Linked DNA regions of Mus musculus: region 1 is linked to region 2. The links are chromatin contacts, called in public promoter capture Hi-C maps. All regions are on one chromosome and are shown on one strand. Each heading gives the region's core, a stretch centred on a gene start, on an enhancer-like site or on the middle of the called end of the contact. The rest is flanking DNA. Distances are from core to core; before and after follow the strand shown.

Evidence for each region. Promoter capture Hi-C pulls out the DNA fragments that hold promoters and counts their contacts.
Region 1: a contact with region 2 is called in a promoter capture Hi-C map of pre-B cells. The contact joins the promoter of Ift80 here to the promoter of Lekr1 in region 2.

The regions. Positions count from the first base shown.
Region 1 is chr3:68,998,913-69,006,592 of GRCm38.p6, reverse strand. It overlaps Ift80 (intraflagellar transport 80), which reads left to right and starts at 2,023. Exons shown (of 20, transcript NM_026641.2): 1 at 2,023-2,161. It overlaps Smc4 (structural maintenance of chromosomes 4), which reads right to left and starts at 1,855. Exons shown (of 24, transcript NM_133786.4): 1 at 1,503-1,855; 2 at 380-517. The coding sequence starts at 512.
Region 2 is chr3:65,664,492-65,671,542 of GRCm38.p6, reverse strand. Lekr1 (leucine, glutamate and lysine rich 1) reads right to left here and starts at 5,315. Exons shown (of 13, transcript NM_001166659.1): 1 at 5,232-5,315; 2 at 2,365-2,453. The coding sequence starts at 2,412.

The DNA.
Region 1 (7,680 bases), core at 774-3,273, 3.3 Mb before region 2:
CCAACACTGACACACTTTATAAAGTAAAAATTAGTATTGCGCCCCAAAAGACAATCCAACAGTAAAGGGCGAGTCACGCAACTCCACATCACATTCACTCCAGTCTAAGGGCGCAGAGGCGCTCAGCACCCATGCCGCTTTCAGCGGAAATATGAGAAAGAGGTCAGTACTACTCTAAAACACAGAAACTCACAACGCAAGTTTTCCGCTCACTCTCATATCTTCCAGAACCGTTAGAGCAAACTGCATGGAATTCCTCTGAAAACCAAAGAACGGCTTTCCGGAGCTTCCCAAATCAACCTGTCGTCGCCTGCGCCCCGCCACCCTCAGAGGGTCTCCACAGGCTTCCGACGCACGGGGATCCCGACCTGTCACTCACTTGCGGGTGCAGCGCTCTCCGCTTCGCCGGCCGGTTGCTCCATCTCTTCGTCGCTGTGGGCACCGTCCTGGGAGGGCGGCGGCCCTTCCTCCTGGTGGCAGGCAGTGGAGGGCTTGGTGCCCTTACGCCGCATGGTGGCTGCGGCAGAAGAGTCCCGAGTCAGGTCGGCCCGCAGCTCGCCGCTCAGGCCCCGCAGCAGCAGGACGGGCTCCGCCCAGGACCCACCCCGCCACCGCGTTCCCCAACGCCGCTAGCCAGTAGCGGGTCCCTAGGAAAGTGGCTACTAGGAACCCAGCAGTGGCAACCGGGCGGGACGGGTTTTCCCACGCCCCAGCTACGTGGGGAAACATAGCCGCGCCTGCCATCGCGCCCAGGACGGAGGAATTCGCTCAGGCCACCCCCGCCCCTGTGGAACCATCTCATAAGAGAAGGACGTCTGCTGACAAGTCTCCTCCCGTCGGGGCTGGGGAGTGAATGTGCTCGGAATCGGGGAGGGAGGGAGAGAGGTACAGAGTGGGAGAGAGAGAGAGAGACAAGTTCGTCCAGCTTCGGGGCTGCGTGGCTACTCTCCAGAGCAGCAGCGCCTGCCTGCCCGGGCGACTTGTCAACCCCCTCCCTTCTCCCCGCCATTTAGGTCCTGACGCCCGGACGGCCCTCGGAGAAGTCCAGGTCTCTTTTCCTCATCGCCCCAGCGGAGAGGATGGCCGAAGCCGGAGTCACCCGCCACACACTGCTGAACTGGACTCTGGCAGCGTCTGCTTGGGTTGGGTCACTTTCCGGGATAGTAGGGGGTCTAACCCTCCCGGGTCCGGGGCGGAGTCCCGATGGACGACAGTGTAAGCCATGCCAAGTGCCCAGGAGAGGCTCTGAGTGGGGCTGCAGTCCCCTTAGGAGACAGGACGGATCGGCCTGGGGGAGGGGACGCTCTGGCCGAGCCAGGCTCGCTGCCTCCCCCAGGAAGAGGCGCCGGAGCCGCCGCCCGGCCGCCGAGGGGGAGGGGTGACAGGCACGGGAGCTCGCCGAGCCGCCTCCGCCGCTCCAGCTCCAGGCCTTGGGGTTGCGGGCGCCCGCGGGGCAGGGAGGAGAAAGTGTGACAACCTGATCTAGAAGAGAAGGACTTCACCTGTCGGCGGGTCCACTCCGAGCCGGGCTGAAATGGTGGCACGGCCGACCCCCCGCCTCGCTCCTCCCGGTGTCTCGGCTCCGGGTCCTTCACTCGAAAATGGCGCCTAAAATCCAAACTCGAACGGAAATTCGTTACAAACGCGCGCAAGGGTTTCTGGGACCCGCGAATTTGAAAAAAAGTGCGGCGAGTCCCACCGCCATCTTCGGGCCGTTCGGGCGCATGCGCGGGCTCTACCCCAGGGACCGTGGCGCCGAGGGCCAAGTTACGACTGGGAAGGGAGAGCAAGCAGGGCTACGTCCTTTCTGTGGACTTTAACAGAAATGAGAGTTTCGCACTTCTAGAACGACAGCATTTGAAAAACTGGAGGAATTTGAAAAAGAAGGAAAAAAAACAAAACAAAACAAGCAGGGTCCCGCCTACAATTGTAGGCGGGTCCAAGTTGCCCAATAACACCTTCCAGGGAGAGGGCGGGCTCGGTTAGGGGCGGGGTCAAGAGCCCGCTCGGGTGACTGGCACCTAGCAAGTATCGCGGGAACATGGCAGGGGGAAACGCTCGCAGCGCTTAGAAATCACTATGGTGACGGAAAGGTCGGGAGGCTATTTGGTAACTAGTTCGAGCTCTGAGAGCAGTCGCCACCGCTTTCCTGGAACTTGAGGTAAATTTCTTCATCTCCAGAGCCTTTGAAGAAAGGGCTTGGAAGCGGTAGCGGTCATTAAGACCTAGCTTCTCTTGGTTAGATGGGATGAGCTTTGCGGGAGCATCAGTTATTTTCCATCTTCTTCCAGCCACCAGGGTGTTGATCTTGGGATGTGGAGTTTACAGGTAAAGCGAGGAAACCGGGATTATTGAGTTAACCTTGTAGTCCATTTATGAATAACAATGATTTTTGAACTATTTTGTGTAAGTGACACTACTGAAAGGTGTTGAGTTTAAATAACCATTTGGCCAGCAGGGCTCCTAGTGGGAGAAAGGATTCGCTGGTGATAACTAGTTACCGTTATGGGGGAATTAGTTCATAAGTAGCATTTGTCTTTGTTACACAGTGAAAGGAATAGCAAGGGTTGTTAAATGGATGCGGCAATTCCTAATCCCGAGCGGTTTAGTTTCCTTAATGGGCTTTTAACCTGAGTTTGAGGATAATGATGGTTGGGACAGAGTTTCTGACTCTCCGAAAATTGTATACCAAGTTTTGTGTGTTTTGGCATTGTTTTCCTGAATGTTTAGTGACCCTATAATTTTGAAAAACGGTCTGTATCACTCATCCTCCCCAATGTTAAAGAACCGCTGATTAATTTCGCTGCCCCCAGTAAGTATTTATACAGCAACTTTTAAATTGAGAGCTGTTAGCCTTTCTCTTTTTTTTTCCTCAACCTATTTAGGGTTTGGCATTTTAGAGCACCAATAAACCTTTTTTTTTTAAAAAAAAAGATTTATTTATTATTATAATCTAAGTATACTATAGCTGTCTTCAGGTGCACCAGAAAAGGGTGTCAGATCTCATTACAGATGGTTGTGAGCTACCATGTGGTTGCTGGGATTTGAACTCAGGACCTTCAGAGAAGAGCAGTCAGTGCTCTTAACCACTACTGAGCCATCTCTCCAGCCCACCAACCTTTAATGAATGAATTTACATTGTTCTAAAATATATTATGGCTTTGAGATGCCTAACACTTAGATTCAGTGATTCTCAGGAAGTGCTGGAGAGGACTACAAGTGTGGGAGTCTGGAGGAGTTTGGAGATTGGTGTGGTTTGAATAAACGTTTGCTAATATAATAATGTACCTTTATATTTCTAGTTGAAAATAAATTGTCTTCATAAAATAAATGTCACCATGAAGCTCAATGAATATTTTTTGGGGGGGGTATGGAGGACTAGTAGGAGTACCAAGAGGATAAAGGGATTCTTTTTAGGGGCTTCTGGAGTATTTTGTATTTTCAGAGGTTCTAAAATACAACAAAGCTGAGCGGAAGAGATACCTGCTATGAAAGAAGTAGACTGGGCCAGGGGAGATGTGTGGTGTTAGAAGCACTTACTGCTCTTGCAGAGGACCCAGGTTCTGTTCCTAGCACCAACATGGCTCTCAGAACCGTCTGTAACTCCAGTTCCAGGGATTCGGTGCCCTCTTCTGGCCTGGAGAGAGACATGCATGTGAACCACATCATGCAGAGAAGACACTCATACATGTAAAGTAAATGTAAGAAAAAGGTAGAATAGACCATATGGGAAGGTGTATATGCTAGTCAGAGCAGAACTTACTAGAAAGCTATAAGTAGGAAGCAGGAAGGCTGGAGAGACGGCTCAGCAGTGAGGACCACTGCTGCTCTCGCAGACCTGGATTTGGTCCCCAGCACCTATACTGAGAGTTTATACCTGCCTGTAACTCCAGTCCAGGGGACCTGACGCCCTTTTCTGCACAATGGTGGTGCTCGGCACACACATACGTGCATGCAGTATACACATTAAAAGTTAGAAAACAACCCTAAATCCTATTATTTCTTTGGATGTAGAATTGGGCAGTTTACTCATCAAGTGTCTCTGGGAATGTTAAAAATCAACAGATAATGTCTATCTCAGAGCAGTGTTTGTTCATCTAGTATACATAAGTATTTGATATTACTATGTGATGGCATTTGAGGAAGAGTAATTTAGGAAGGATCTTGAAAGGCAAATTAAGAATATAGCTACAGGCTGGGTGTAGCTTGGGAGATGAGGCAGGAAGTTTGCCATGCATTTAGAATACCTGGGCTATGTGTTGAGTTGGAGCCAGTGCTATAGAGTGAGAGTGTTTTTTAAAAAAAAAAAAAGGAAGACTTCTTAACAACTGAAATGGGTTATGTTGTTACAGGGAAAAGAAATCAGTCATAGGTTTAGATAGATCGATATTAAACACTCTTTCCTGAGTAGGGAAGAGTGCCTAGGCAAGAGAAAGGAAAGATTCACGGTTCTTTTGGACAGACTACTGCTGTTACAGGTTTTGGTGGTTAAGAGTATAAACCCTTAAAGACAGTCAAGTGCCGTTCTTTATGGATCTCTGAGTTAGTGAAAAGGCAACAGGTAAAACAAGCAGTAGTGCTGGCCACTGAGTCGGATGCTGGTATCAGTATGGAAAGTCTTAACTAACGTGGAAAGGAGTGGTCTTCAGTAAATCACTTAACGACAGCCTCAAATTTAAATGAACTTAACCATGCCCTGTCAGAACAAACATCTCCCTCCCTCTCTCCTTCCCTCTCTTCCTTGAAACAGGGTCTCATTATAGCTCAGACTAGCCTTGAATTTCCTATGTAGCCAAGGCTAGCTTTGAATTTCTATTTATCTGGACTTCGAGGCAAGCATCATCATGCCTGGCAGCACAGACATTTTTATAACAGCTATAAACTAAGTTGCGTAATGAAGAAGAGATATAACCGAGAGCTATAGAGTAGACGTAAGTCGGAATGTGAACATGATGAAATAGGCATTTAGGGATTAGGGATGTAGGCTTGGTTGGTAAAGTGCTTAAAGAGGCCCTGGATTTGATTCTCAGCTCTGCATAAAACCTATCATGGACAGTATACTCCTGTATTGCCAGCACTCAGGTGGACAAGGCAGGAGTAGAATAAATTCATGATTATTTTTCACAGCTAGTTTAAGGTTAGTCTGGACTATTAAGCTTCTGTCTCAGAGAAACAAAACAAATCTGTGTGTGTTGGTCCAGGCCTTCTAGCACCTGGGGGGCAGAAGCAGGTGCATCTCTGTGAGTTCAAGGCCAGTCTGGTTTATTATATTACTGAGTGTGATTAAAAATGTCAAACAGTATTGGGGGAGGGCATAGTGCAGTTGCAAGCGCCTGCTTTGTACCCAAAAAAGGTGAGGAAATAATTATCACTTCTCGTTGAGTTCTTCCTGTTATCCATCACTTATATATCTTCTTATATATCTTCCCAGAGAAGTGTTTTAGTACCCGCCAGCTTAAATCTATAACATCTTTTTCATTTGCACACAGGGATTGAATTGTATTTTACAAAAGTTTTGTAGTATGTGTACACGGTATGTGTATAGGCATGCTAAGGCACACATGTGGAGATCAGAGAACAACTTCGTGGAGCCCATTCCCTTCTTCCAGAGCCTTTAGGTGGGTTCTGGGGATTGAACTCCGGTCATCATGCTTGTGTGACAGGTTCATTTACCTGATGAGCCATCTTGCTGACCCTAAGTTTTATAATATTGCTATACATCTTGCTTTTCTTTTGAATATTATAGTTATCTTTCTATATCAATAGATAGCCCATTTGAAAAATAATTAATGTAGCATTGTATTTCGTTGGTGCAATATGATTCTTCAGTTTTGGTTGAATTAAAGATCACTGGTATCTGGGTGGTTGGGGTGTGTACATGCTTGTATGTGTGTGTGTGTGTGTGTGTGTGTGTGTGTACGTGTGTGTGCAGGTGCTGATGCCTGTTGTTGAAGCTGGAGGTAGATAATAGGCATCTTCTGTCATTTGCTATGTTGAGTTTTTCCCTTCTTAAAGACTTATTTATTTATTATGTACATGCTGTTCCATATGTGCCTGCGTGCTGGAAGAGGGTGCCAGAGTTCATTATAGATGGTTGTGAGCCACTATTTGGTGGAAATTGAACTCAGGACCTCTAGAAGAGTAGTCAGTGCTCTCAACCTCTGAGCCATCTCTCCAGCCTCACTGTGTTAGTTTTTGAGACAGGGTTTCTCATTGAACTCAGAAACAATTGGTGGGACCTCCTGGCAGTTCTGGGTTTCTGCATCTCTCTCCCTTGTGCTAGTGTTACAAGCATACGTGGGATTTTTCATGGGTGCTAGGGATCTGAACACAAGTCCTCATGCTTGCACGACAGTCAGTCCCTTTACCACTGAGCCATCCACACAACGTCACCTACTATCTAATATATATATTTTTAGATTAGTGAATTAGTGTCTTGCTAGAATTAATGGAACACCATGGCAAAAAGTTGTAAAATCCGTTAAAAATGATATGGGGGCTGGCAAGATGGCCCATCCAGTAGAGGAACTACATGGTGGAAGGAGGGACGCAGTCAGCTTCTGCAAGTTGTGCCGCTGTACAATTTACTAATTAATTACAATAATAATAATAATAATAATAATAATAATAATAATGAGATCAGAGAGTTAGCTTTTAGGTAAAAATTATTTCAGTGCAAGCCAAATGACACAAATTTTATCCCAGGAACTGACTTCTAAAAGTTGTCCTATTACTTCTAATGACAGCAATAATAAAATAGAATTTTAAAAAGAGATTATTTTAAAATGTGTTATGGGTGTTTTGATTGCATCTACATTCGTATTTCATGTGCATGCAGTGCCCGAGGAGCCCAAAAAAGGGGTCACTCCCCCTAGGACTGGAGTTATAGATGGTTGGGCGCTGACGTGTGGATACAGGGAACCAAGCCTCTGTAAGAACAGCAAGTGCTCTTAACTGGTGAACCACCCCATCTAAAAAACCTTTACAGAGAATATTGAAAACTGGGCTTAATGGTACATAGTTAACATAGTACATGTGAGCTTCAGGCAAGAGAATCAGAAGTTCAAGGTTATCTTCAGCTATATCGCCATGTTGGGGTCAGCCTGGGCTACATGAGACCCTGTCTCAAAATAAAAAGGTAATATTGGAGTGTAGATATTACTCATGGGTAGAATTGTAAAGAAATAGACATACTACAATGATCAGTGTAACTTACAGAGAGTTTATTTTGGCTGACAGCCCTAGACCCTAGAGGGTTAGAGGCCAGCATGGCAGCGGGCAGTAGGTTTGGTTAGCAGGAACAGGAAGCTCAGAGCTCACATCGAGACCCCAAAGCAGAGAGAACTAGCACATATTATTAAGCTTATTTTAGCAAGCACATAGAGGAATTACGCTGAGGCGAGGGTTGGAGGTCCTTACTAATTGAACTGTACTATCATGCATAAGCCTGTTGCCTTTGATGGTAAAATGTCTTCGTCTTTTCTAGGAAATAGTGAGCCTGCCCCTATTTTTCTTCTCAGCTATACAGTGGACCTTAAATTTAGTTTGCTAGCAGCTCTAATGGAACTTAACTGAATAATTAAAAAAAAATCTGCCTTTCTTATTTTTTATTGAAGAGCCATAAAAGAACTCCAAATAGAGTTATCAACTTTGGTATTTGATGTGTGTGTGTGTGTGTGT
Region 2 (7,051 bases), core at 4,066-6,565:
ACAGACACATTGAGGTCCTACATTCATTTCTTAGCAGGATAAAGGGTGAAGGAGTTGATGATGCTACAGAAGCTATGTCAACAGGGACAGCAAGCGCATACAGTTGTAACACAATTTATGTCAATTTTTAAGAGGTTAAAGTTATTGTATTTATAATGTATGGATTGGAAAAACTAAATATAGAAGAAATGCCTTTACCTGAAAACAGATGTAAACTAATACAGTGGAGGGTAGTATAAAAGCTATAAAGTGCTTGTTAACTAGAGTAAACAAATTATAAATAAAAAAATCAAAGCTGGTACGATAATTCAGCAAATAGAGATACTCATTGCCAAGCCTGACAACCTAAGTTTGAGCTCTAGGACCCACATGGTAGAAGAAGAGAACCAACTCCCACCAGTCCCTCAAATGCTGTGGTCCAAACCCTCGCACGCACGCACGCACGCACGCACGCACGCACGCACACACACACACACACTGTACTGGCTGGTTTTGTATGTCAACTTGACACAGGCTGGAGTTATCACAAAGAAGCTTTTGGTCAGATAGCCAGCTAGGCCAGCCTGTGCCATGCTGAACACTTCTGACAGGCCCTGAACAAATGACACAGTCATCACACTGCCTGCTCTGGCCCCTGAATATGCAGCCACAGCCAGCACTGTTTGAAACCATTTGTATCAAAGTTTCTACTATTATGGGCCTACGCAAACTCCAGATGACCCTGCAACTATTTCTACCTAGACCAGAGTAGGGGAGCATTTTCCATGGTGTCCTAGCTAGTAATGTGACTGTTAAGGACAGGCACAAAGCAGGCATTGTCTTTTTGATGCATGCGAGGCTGGCTGTGGTTCCTGTAAACACCTTTTCTCTGGATACATAACTGGCTGTGTGCTCACTAGGAGAGCTGGATAGGAAACACCCTCCTGTGTTTCCTCCCTCATTTTGTAACACTGTGCTCAGGAGAAGGTTTCTTCCCTGTGTGACTTCTTGCCCACATTTGATAACACAGGCTAAGCTGGTAACCACAGTGGAGATGGTGGCTCACCGGCTGCAGCAGTCACGGCTGAGCAGCCAGCACAGTGAGCCACAGACATGGCTGGGAGGTGAGCACACTGAGCCACAGAAGTAGTAGAGCAGCCAGCCAGCTGACAACTGCGGCAAGAGCAGAGCCGGGCAGCCAGCAGGCCAAGCTGCAGAGAGCCGGGCAGCCAACAGGCCAAGCTGCAGAGAGCCGGGCAGCCAACAGGCCAAGCTGCAGAGCTGCAGAGTGGCAGCTGTCAAAGATGTGCAGCCACTGAACTGTGCATGTGCCCAGGGCAGCAGCAAAAGTCTGGTCATACGGCCTGCCAAATGGCAGCGGTAACTCAACCAGAGGCCACAGCAACAAGAGCAACTGGATAATCCAAGAAGGTGGTCAAGGTGAAAATGAGAGGAACCGTGGAAACACAGAAAAGGCAGGAAGCTGAAGAACTGGAGCTTGTGAGGGACCAGCAAGAGGAACTGCAGGCCTTGGTCACAAAGAGTTTCAGAAAGTAGAGTGTCTTTAGAGCCAGGGGTCCTCAAAACAGTCCCCAGGTCTAGGGGTTTTAAAACTGGTTACCACCAAGGGCTTAGGAATCCTAACTCCCTAGGTCCACACAAGAGCTGAAATACTTGTAAAGCTAAGGGTCTTGGACCTCTAAGCCTGTACAGGAGTTCAAACACTTCTAAAGCTAAGGCTCCTGCTACTTGAGGCCTTCCTGAGAGCTGAATATTGCAGAGTGCTACCTGCTTTTGTTCCCACCTGCCTGCTGCCAACACTCAAAATACTAAGGAATCCTGGAAAAGTATCTCCTTGCCCAGCCACAATCTCCATCTGGATAGAACAAAGGACAACACGGATTGGTAACTGATTACAATCGTATCTAAACCAGGTATGGTGGTGCTCACCTCTAATCCCAGCTCTCAGGAGGCAAAGGGAGGCAGATCTCTGTGAATTCCAGGCCTGCAGGTCTATGCATGAGTTCTAAGCCAGCCAATGCTATACAATTAGATCCTATCTAAAACAAAACACAATTAAGCAGCACCTGGCACACAGTGGTTGATGAGAATTAATGTACGTGAAAATGCATCATGAAAAGAAATCACAAAAGGCTATAAACAAGTCTAGAATCTGCTTCCACTGGGACTCTAAAGCCAGAAGTGAGATTCTGCATCTGTCTTGTTACACGTTCTGTGCAGTCAACGTTCCAGCGTGGCTACTCCTCCCACCGCAGACTCATCCCTGGTTCTGCTGTAGTTCTCTAAGTTCACTCTCCAGTATTTTACAATGATCTAACCGCTGAGACTCTCCTAATGTTACGCTCTTATAATGCCACATCATACCTTTTGGATTTCTTCAGGTAAGGCATGCATGGGAATGTGACGATCCATAGTTCCCCAAACGTACTGAGAGAGCACTGCAGAAAAACAGCCTGAAAACATTGATGGCCATAGTCAGAATTCATTTAATGACAAGGAAATTCAAATGACTTAAACTTTCTTAGTATCTGAGGACGAACTGGCAAGAAACACTTCAAAGGTGCTTGTTTCTCCAACTCCACAGTAGAAGCTACAATTTAAGTTTCCTCAGCTAGTTTTTAAGCCACTCACACAGAAAGATATTTCAATTATTGACTTATATACCTTTTCTTTCAGAAGTGTATAAACTAATAGTAAAATAATAACAGTGCTTTACTAATTATTTGTTTTGCAGCAGAGTAACTGTAGGATTTTAAGTAGACTTATTTCAGTGTTGTTCTGAAAAATTATAGATATCAAGACCAAATAATATCGTATTATAGCTCAGCAGGATAAGAAAAAAAAAATGCTTGTGCCATCGAGGCTTGCTTAAATTATAGAGTACAAAAAATAGAGTTACTAAGTTATGAAATCCAGGCGCTGAGCCGAAGAGCCACCAAAGCATCAGAGACAACATAGCAACTGTAACAGAGATGGAGATCCACATAAATTTATCTAGATTTTACTTTTAACAGATTTTCATTTGCTAATACCAACAATTCAATATAAAACTTTTTTTTATTACTTTCATGAAACCACAGACAACAGAGACATTATTTTCTTTCTTCAGAGTTTTTCCAAATTGGACAAAGAATACCCAATCCACTCTTGATGAAGAGTCTGCCTCTCTGTCCACGGAAAGAGTAAAGGGAACTAAGAACGGCTTACTGATTAAAGCCCACGCACTGTAATGCCAGTACCCATAAATGTAGAAATAGCAGCTTTGGCGGGCAGAGACAGGGATCCTAGAAGCAAGCTGGGCGACTGGGCTCACTGAGCTGGCTGACCAGTTCAGAACTCAGGTGAGAGGTCCTGTAAGGTAGAGAGTGATGAAGACACTGGGCATCAAACTCCAGCCTCCACACATACAAAAACATGCATACACAGGTGTGCCTATGAACATGAATACACACATGGATTTGTACTAACCAAATGTCAGAGAGAGAGAGAGAGAGAGGTAGAAGATGTCAAGGCCAGAATGGTTGAGTGGAACAGATTCAAGTGAAAGAAACACAGATTCCACAGCAGAAAAGATGGTCTAAGGCCCGTGTCTGCAGAACACAGGCAATGTGAGAGTCAAGAGAGGATAATGACCTATCTTTTGGGTGGGGGATGGGAAATCAGCAAAGGCTTCCTAAGATTGAGTTAAATTAGGGGCAAGAGAGTGAAGGAAAAAATAATGCTGGTGTTATTTTTGTAAACTATGCAACCATCAGTGGAGGAGAGATTCCTCAACCCTGTGTTAGCCCAAAATATCCCTCATTTCAATAAGCTACTATTTAAAACAAACAAAACTAGTGAGCTGTCTTCCCACGTGTGTGCTTGGTAATATTAACTGAGGCCAACCACGGGAGTAATGGTAATTATGTGGACATGGGTCCAAGTGACCAAGTACATAATCATATACTGTCATAGTCACATGGCAAGAAACCAGAAGGCATTATCTTCAGTTAAGCCATCATTGGTGAATGGAAATGATAGTATCTTGGGCTCCACAGGAATATTTTTCCCTTATACAGCCAACTATATCTCCTCTTAAAGTGCCATCCACAAAAGTATTAGCAAGCATGGACCTAAATAACGTATAAATTCAAGGTACCAGTGGGATGTTTATTATTTAATGCCTTCGCTGTGACTACTCTTAACATATTACTATGTCACCAGAAGTGGCAGGCTTCTGGCTATGAAAGAAAAATTTAAAAATAGCACCCTGGTAAATTTGAAAGACCTCTAAAACGAAGTGGAGGAGAAACTGATGTCAATGCACATCGCACAAGACATAGTAACAAGATTACAGGCAAGATACATTCATTGGATTCGTCCCAAGAACATGTGTAACTTGTCCTCATATAAAGACACTTTATTGTAAACCCATGTAAACTGTGAGTGCAGACTGTAATAACTAGGTGCTTTTCTGCTAAGCAATGCATGCTGATGATTACAACTAAGAGGTGGGCACCTAAAATTCCCAAGGTGACTAGAAGGGTACTACTTTCTTTAACGTTTATTTTTGTTATTGCCTATATTTTAAGAAACAGCTTGTAAGCCGATTAGAAAAGTCCATTGGGTCTTTATAAAGATGTGACTACTCGTGAAAAGAATAGTAGAATCCACATATAATTCCGCTTTTCAAGAAGTGTAGGGCTGTTTGCTCTTTAGCAGAAGAAAACGTGATTTTTAAGTTACCCATTCAGTATTTTAACCAAACAAGTTCCTTTTGGTCTTTCCCATTATATATGTGGAAACTGTCCTTGGCAAAAGTACAGAGGTACGTGGCCGCTGCTACGTGCGTTTGAGAACCTTCTCTGTGACACTGGTCACGAGATAGACGTGCGTGTTCTTAAACGCAGAAATGCCCTTGGTGGTTCATTTCCGATTCTTACACCGGTGTCACGCCCGGTCATTAACTCAGGTTCTGCTTCCAGGCCCTTCCTCAAGTACCATTCCGGGGGCGTGATTCACCGAAGGGCAGGTCGGGGGCAAGAGAGCAGGAGGTCACTGCAGGAAACTAACCGCCCGACCGGACTGCGCTGGCCCAGGCCTCGCCTGGGGCGCCGAGAGGCCGCCCCACCTTCCCGCCTTCCTCCTCCCGACCCCCGCCGCCCCGCAGTCCCGCGCCGCCAGTCTCTGCGCCGGAACTGTGTCCCCGCCGACCGGGTCCTCTGAGGACTGAGGAAGGCCATGACCCTCACCTAGCCCGGGACTCCGCAGGGTGTAAAACGGCTTCCCTGGTCTCCCGGGCGACCGCGCTGCACGTTGGCCTGACGTCAAGGCGCGGTGACGTCACAGCCCCCGCCGACGCGGAAGCGGAGCTTCTTTTGCATCATTTGTCCCAAAAGCGAGCTAGGCGGAAGCTGGAGCGGGTGGCGGGGGTCGAAGGAGAGGGCGGATTTACGCGCGGTTCTGTGACGGACGGGGATGGGGCTCTGGAACCCGCGGGGACGACGGGCAGCCGAGGCTGATGAAGAGGCGGGAAGTGGGTGGCCATGTGCCTCATCTGCAGGGGCAATCATTGTTGTCGAACGGAAGGAAAAGAAGCTTTTAAGTGGAATTGACTGGGGAAGGCTTGCTTAGAATTTCATTCTGGTCCAAAGAAGTCAAGATGACGGGTTTAGTTCATGAAGTATTACTGAGACGTGCTACTGCACACTCAAGTAATGGAAGGCCTCTTGTTTTTACACACTGACGACTTCCCTTTATTCATACTTTATTCATAAAACAAATACTGATGACCTACTACGCAACAAGCAAGCAGGATGAGATGATGCTTGGTGACTAACACAGGCCACTGGTATGATTAGTGTCTTCGTAGTCTGCTCCTTTTCCAGGAGCATCTGAGGTCCAAAGTTCTGATCCTCCAGTAACTAAAGAAAACACGGTTTCCTAGCAGAAAAGAACAATAATTGCTGTTAAAGAATAGTTTGCATGAATAGAAAGAAAAGGCATTGGAGAGAGGAAGGTGAACAGGTGATTTGAAATAGTGCCAGATCTATTGGAGCTGCTGGTTGATCACTAGTATGAAAATAACCGCATGAAAATAGTGAATACTCCCCTAAGTCATGAAAGATATAGATTATGCAGAAACTAACAACAGTTACTTACTATTGAGTAACTAGTATTATGTACTGTATATCATTGAATATATACAAGAGGGCTAGAAACAGAGGGCTTCTGACAGCATCACCACGAACACTACACAAAATGTCTCGGTAACTAACATCACTAGATATTAGGAATTTTATACCAAAAGTATTGTTATAGGGCACATAACTACAGTTTGGACAATAATTACCGAGCACTTGTATCTAAAAAGGAAGGCAATCCTCTGAAAATGGGATGAAATCCCATGGAAATGCTATAATTCACTTTCATCTATGCCTCTTCGTTACACATCACCTTGAGTCCATTTTCCTTACCACTGTAAATGCCCTCTCAATCCTAAATCCCATTGCTAATTAGCCACAAGCCTAACTTTCTGTAGGAGTGCCACATGTGGCACTCCTACAGAAAGTTTTCATTATTATATAAAGTCCAGTTTAGGTAGTGGTAGACCCAGTAAGAATTTAAAAAGAAAGGATAGCTTCCGGAAAGAACAGAAATAAGAAGTGTATTTCCAATTGGCCTATGCCAAATGGTCAGCCCTTGAAAACATGCATACAAGAAACAGTATGTGGCCTCTACAGGTTGTATTTGGAAATATATGTGTATATGCAAATGCATGTTTGAATCCAAGAACAATTGGGTAAAAGAAAGACAGTTTGTGCCTAATCTAATTGCATCTCGTTATGCCCTGTTTGGTGGATATCACTGGGAGGCCTGCTCCTTCCTGAAGAGAAATAGAGGGGCAGTAAGTCTGGGGGAGAGGGGAGGTTGAGGCCAGGGGCTAGAAAGGGGCTAGGAAGGATGGAGGGAGGGGAGGTTGCAGTCAGGATGTATGAGAGAAGAATAGAGAAAAGAGAGGCCATGAATTTGAAGGAGAGTGGAGAGAGTTATATGCTGTAATTAATATAAA